Regions from separate parts of the Triticum aestivum genome. Here region 1 is linked to region 2. The links are chromatin contacts, called in public Hi-C maps. All regions are on one chromosome and are shown on one strand. The core of a region is the stretch at or near the end of the contact, and the rest is flanking DNA. Distances in the headings are between cores, read along the strand shown.

Region 1 (2,781 bases), core at 214-2,713, 310 kb before region 2:
CCAACGGCGAAAGTGGTTTAAGATTTGGACACACAGTTTAAGAGGTAAAACATTTTAAATAAATGACGATAAAAGATTCCGTCGCTTTATATTACTAGTAAATGCGCACGTGCAATGCACGTTAATATTTAGGCAATATATCAATTGCACGCAGATATTAGGTATGCTATTATTTGTGTGTTAATTCTGTGATTAGTGCAATATTTGGTATGATATTGATTGCATGTTAAACGCGTTGAATGCTCGTCATTGCAGCAGTCTAGGTCGTTGGATTGACTTAGTTTGATGGCCGAAATCAGTTGGATCTGCCCCTTTGAATCTTTTTATATTGATATAGATAAAGCAACAGCCGAGTATACAACCACCGAGACAACACGAAAGAAGAAGAAGAAGAAGAATAAGAAGAAGAAGAAGAAGAAGAAGGCGGTAGAAGGATACAAGATGCTACTGAACAACAACAGGTTACGACAAGTGGCGCATATGCAGTGCGCCCCTTGGGCAACCTGAAGAAGTGGGAGTGATCTTTGTAAAAGGTACTTCTTAATTAGTAATTTCAGATTCATACATGTGACAACATGTGATTCTACAAAAAAACATGTGACCACGTGTATACATGTATGTATGTGGCATGAAAAATTTGTTGGGTTCATATCTGAACCCACACCTACATGCTAGCTCAGCCTCTGACTGCAAGATTATTATTACTTTTGAACAAAGTACAATTGTAGATGCTCACAGACACTCATGACTGCAGGATCTCGATTGGATGCACGAGATAAGCATGCACGGTAAGTAGTGTGCAGTCTACAATTAGAATTTGCATTATATTATGTTTAAGTGTATGTTAAGATGTAAGAAGAACGTAAAAGATGAACATGAATACAAATACATACGTATACAAATAAGCCAGATGATTCAAACGAGGTTAAATTTGCGTGCTTGGCTTGATTTATTGGTTAATGCGCAAAATTAGCAGGTGCTTCTTTCAATCTCTTTTGGCACAAAAATTCACCAGGTTTTTTCTTTGAGATTATAGGAGTAAGATTACTCCGATGCAGGTGCAGGTTTTATTAGGGAGGGAACGGTGCTCTATAGTTGTACTCGAGCCTAGCTCGATACTTAGGAGCTACCCTCTCCATTCATTATTATAAAATATTAAAAAAAAGATGTACGTAGACACGTATTGGTGTGTTTGTTCATTTATTTTAGTCTGTATATAATTTATGTTAAAGTAGCCAAAACTCTTATAATAGTGAAAGGGGCAGTATTTCTTTGGGAAAAAGGTATTTGAGCTCTGCTTTTTACTTTATTTTTTGAGATGAAGCTCTGCTTTTATAGGAAAATTTAGTTTTTTTAGGGCATAGGAGAATTTAGTATGAGCGGCCGCTCTGGGCTAGCTACAACGCAGGTTACTGGGCCGACCCAATTGTGGCGCTATGGGCGACGTTTCTTTTCAAACAAATACAGGGGACCACCCTCTTCTTCGGAATACCCTATTTGCCGCTCTTTGCGACAAGTTGTAACTGTTTCGCTCAAGGGATCCTTCGGGGGTGGGCCCGCCCATTTAGCGCTTCAGGATAGGAACCTTCCATGATGTTTCCAGCTGGTTTTTTTCGGTTTTGGGAACCTTCTAGTAGGTTCCTGAAACCGGTTTCCTCTTTTGCAGTTTCTTTTTCATTTTTCATTTTTCTACTTGTCTTCTTTGTCGTTTTTTCTTTTTATTTTTATTTTCTTACACTTTTTCTTTTTTCTACTTCATAATTATTTTAAATTCCAAGAAATATTTTCTTCCGAAATTCCAAAAAACAAGATTTTCAAGTTTTGTCCGCTTCATTAGAAAAAATGTTCGGAATTATAAAAAGTTTAAAATTTCAAATTTTGTTCGCTATTTGAATTGTTTCCTAAAATTCATAAAAAAAATAGAATTTCAAAAAGGTTCGCATTTTAAATTTTATTCACAAAATAAAAAATATTCAAGAACTTCAATAAAATTGTTCCTGTTTTTAAATTCTGTTAGCATATTAAAGAATGTTCATGATTCAATTTTTTTGACAAATTCAAAAATATTTGTATATTTATATTTTGTTCACAAATTCAATTTTTTTGACAATTAAATAATGTTCCTATTATCCAAATTTGTTCACAACTTCAGCAAATAATACCATTTGGGAAATTTGTTCTCAACTTTAAAAAAATGTCACGTTGAAAAATTCGCAAATTCAAAAAATGTGCGCAGGAATTTCAAAGGAGTTTTGGATTTTTGTAAAATCGTTCGTAATTTTAAAAAATGTTCATGTTTTTTTGAAAAAATATTGTTCCTCAAGAAATGTTTGCGTTTTCAGAAAATTATTCAGAATTTCGAAAAATGTTCTCCTCCTATTCAATTTTCTTCCTTTTTTCCATAAAAATAATGAGTTTCCCAAATAATGTTCGCGTTTAAAAAAATCAGTTTCAAAATTTTAGAAAAAGATCTAATCTTCAGCGGCTTATGGTATCTTTTCAGAACTTTTCACAACTTTCCAGAAAATGTTCAGAATTTCAAAAAAAATATGCATTTTATCTGTTTATTCACAAATTCAAAAAATCATAGGGAATTCCAAGAAAGTTCTCACTTTCAAAATATGTTCAAAATTTTGAAAAATTAGTGTTTTTGAAACTTAGTTCACAAAGTCAAATATGTTCGAGGAATTTGAATAAATGTTCTCATTTCTAAAAAAAATCATAAATTCGAAAATTGTTCTCTAATTTCAAAAAATGTTCCAGCTTGTCCAATTTTGTTCA
Region 2 (2,896 bases), core at 236-2,735:
GAAAAAAAAAGAGTGGGAGCTATATCTCGTTTATAGAAAGATACAATGCCCCATTGCTTGAATCTTTTTCTTCCTCGCGTAGGCTTTGGGTCGGCCCATTTCTTTTTCTCCCGTTCGTTGGTGGCTTGCTCAAGTTTCGATCGAAGACAATCGTTAGATGTAGTTTCTCGCTGGTTTTCTGCAGCCTTTTTTGGTTTTTTTCTTCTCTTTGTTCTTTGTTTTTCTTTAGTTTTTTTTAATATTTCCAGTTTCCTTTCTTTCTTTGTCAGTTTCACCATTTTCACTCTTTTGCATTGGTTTTCTTCTTTTATTATTCTCTGAATTTTTTGTTCCTTTCTTAGTTTTCAGTTGTTGTTTTTCCTTTTTTTTGTTTATTTATTTATTTTCTTGCTTTATCTGATTTTCTTGTTTTGGGTCTCTTTTATTTTTTTTCACTGGTCTTTCTCTGGTTTTTTGGTTTTCTTTTTAATTTTATTTTTCTCTACAGTTTTCATTGTTTCTTTCTTTGGGTTTCTTAGTTTACTTTTTCTCCTTTTCAACGCATGTCAATATTTTTGTTACACGTTGTACACTTTTCGTATACATCAAGAACATTTTCTAAATACTCGCTCTGTAAACTAATATAACATCTTTTAGATCAGTAGGGAGTACAAGTTTAACAGCTTTCAAATACGAATACATGATTAATATTTATTTAAAATATAGGTTTTTTGTCTATTGTTTTCATATACAATATACTTTTTTTTATAAATCTGAAAGATACTTTACATAGGTTTAACATTTGTCATATATATGATTAGCATTTTTTCACACATATGTTTTGATGTCTACTCTTTGTGTACACATCTTACAGTTTTTCTTATGCAAATAAACATTTTTTATGCAAGTTTAACATTTTGTTTACTAAAGGTTTAACATTTTTCAGAAATAAATAATTAGATTTTATTTTTGAATATAAGTTTGGTGTCTATTGTTTACATTCACATTGTAGTATTTTGGTATACATAATTTTTTTAATACAGGTTTAAGATTTCTCATATACTACATGATTGATCTTATTTTTCACATATATTTTTTGATGTCTACTTTCTTCCATACACTAGTCATTTTTTCTTATACATTTGAAATATTTTTTTATACATGTTTAATTTTTTTTGAATTACAGGAACAGTTTATTGCATTGTATAAACATTTTTTCAACAATTCCATGTACATCTTTTTGGAATGCATGTACATTTTTTTAATGTCACAATTTTTTTTGGAAACCTATCAACATATCTAAATTCTCGATTTTAACCTTTTGGAAGTTAAATTCAGTTTCGAGTATATGTACATAAAATAAAAAATATAAACAAAATAAAGAAAAATTAGGGTGAACAAATAAAATAAAAATAAATAGAAACTCTTAAAACGAACTAACCTGGACGGTGGGCCTGCCCATTACTTGCGGCTGGGTATACTGGGCCATCCCACCAGTACAACCTTGAAGCCGGCATACCATAGGTTTCGATTTAAGCGAGACATAGTCATACTCGGGCCTAACAACTTCGCGCACCTAGCTCGCCAGCGTCCAAGCAACACAAAAGCAAAATCTCATCTATTGCAAGTGGGGAGCACTGCTTTTCACCAATTTTTTCTTTATTAATTTATATGATTTTCCATTTATTCTGATATTCCAAAAAATTATAAATAGAAACATTTGAAAACATTAAATTAATAAAAAGTATCATTAATATGAAAAATGATAACGCAATGTAAAAAAATGTTAGCTTAATTCAAAAAATGGTGATAGTATACAAAATAATGTGTTTCACATTTATCAATAAAATGATAATGGCATTTTTTCAAAATATTAAACATATTTCAGATATATATATGTGAAAAATGTACAATGTTTATGAAAAAGTAGACATCAAGCATGGATTTGAAGAAAATGTGCATCATTCTATTTAAAAATTCTAATCATGCATTAAAGAAAAGTTAAACGTGTATAAAAATAATTTTGATGTAGACATTAAAAATTATTTATTTTAATTTTAATATGTATTTCGAATGTTTAACATGTATACGAATATTGTTTATAAGTATAAAAAATGTGCATAAAATAGAGGGAAAATGAAACAAAGAGCACATAAAAAAAGATTTTGCTTTTAAGATTACCATACAAAAAGCAAAGTATTTTCTAAGTATTTTGAGAATACTACAGTTTCTAAGATTACCATAGTTTTATTTACAATGAGGTATTTGGTTGCCCTTAAAAACTGTGTTCTTAATACTATAGTATTTACTGAACCATGGTTTTTTCTCTGTATTAAAAAAAGAGCCCCGGACCTCTTTTTAAACAAGCAGAGCAGCAGTAAAGAACAGCATGGCACCCCGTTATCCTCTCTGCCGCGGCTGCTACCATGCCCGAGCGTCCTTTTTGATAACGTGCAAGCCTTGAGCATGGCCTGTTCAGTGGAGTTCAATTTGTGCAAGCTTCCGTTATTATGCATACGGATGGTAAGGAGTGGCCAGCTGGTTAACTAGCTAGAAAAATGCGCTTCTCTATGGCTGTGTGCATGGCCGTTCTTTGGCCGGTCCAGGGGCGGAGAAAAGGGGGGGCGGGGGGGGGGGGGGGGGGGGGGGGCGAGCAGGGGCTAGAACCCCCCCCCCCCCCCCCCCCCCAACGATCGGCCCTCTCAACAATATGTACGTACGTATATGTGTACTAGCTAGCCTGACTTGATTAGAATTAGGCCTAATCTACATTGGCTGGCCCGTGGCTACGTGCGTATGGCTAGAAGCCCACGAAAATTAACAGCCCAACTCTCCATTTTAATTATGCCATCGTAGACATTCCTTTAGTCGCGTATCAAAATCCTCTCTCCAACCCTAAAGAAGATCGAACTCCTGC

The links. Hi-C and Micro-C count contacts between places; a contact is called where the count stands out from the background.
Region 1: a contact with region 2 is called in a Hi-C map of leaf, with 6 times the contacts expected there. The contact joins two enhancer-like sites. A contact is called at or near these places in 3 of 5 Hi-C or Micro-C datasets (leaf and an unstated tissue).

The regions. Positions count from the first base shown.
Region 1 is chr7B:99,437,148-99,439,928 of IWGSC CS RefSeq v2.1, reverse strand. No RefSeq gene overlaps it. Among protein-coding and RNA genes, the nearest start is that of LOC123160042, 14 kb to the right of the region's middle. Within about 2 kb of position 1,463, at least 3 of the 8 cell types and tissues checked have an H3K27ac peak or open chromatin away from gene starts, as enhancers often do.
Region 2 is chr7B:99,124,885-99,127,780 of IWGSC CS RefSeq v2.1, reverse strand. No RefSeq gene overlaps it. Among protein-coding and RNA genes, the nearest start is that of TRNAA-UGC, 79 kb to the left of the region's middle. Within about 2 kb of position 1,485, at least 1 of the 8 cell types and tissues checked has an H3K27ac peak or open chromatin away from gene starts, as enhancers often do.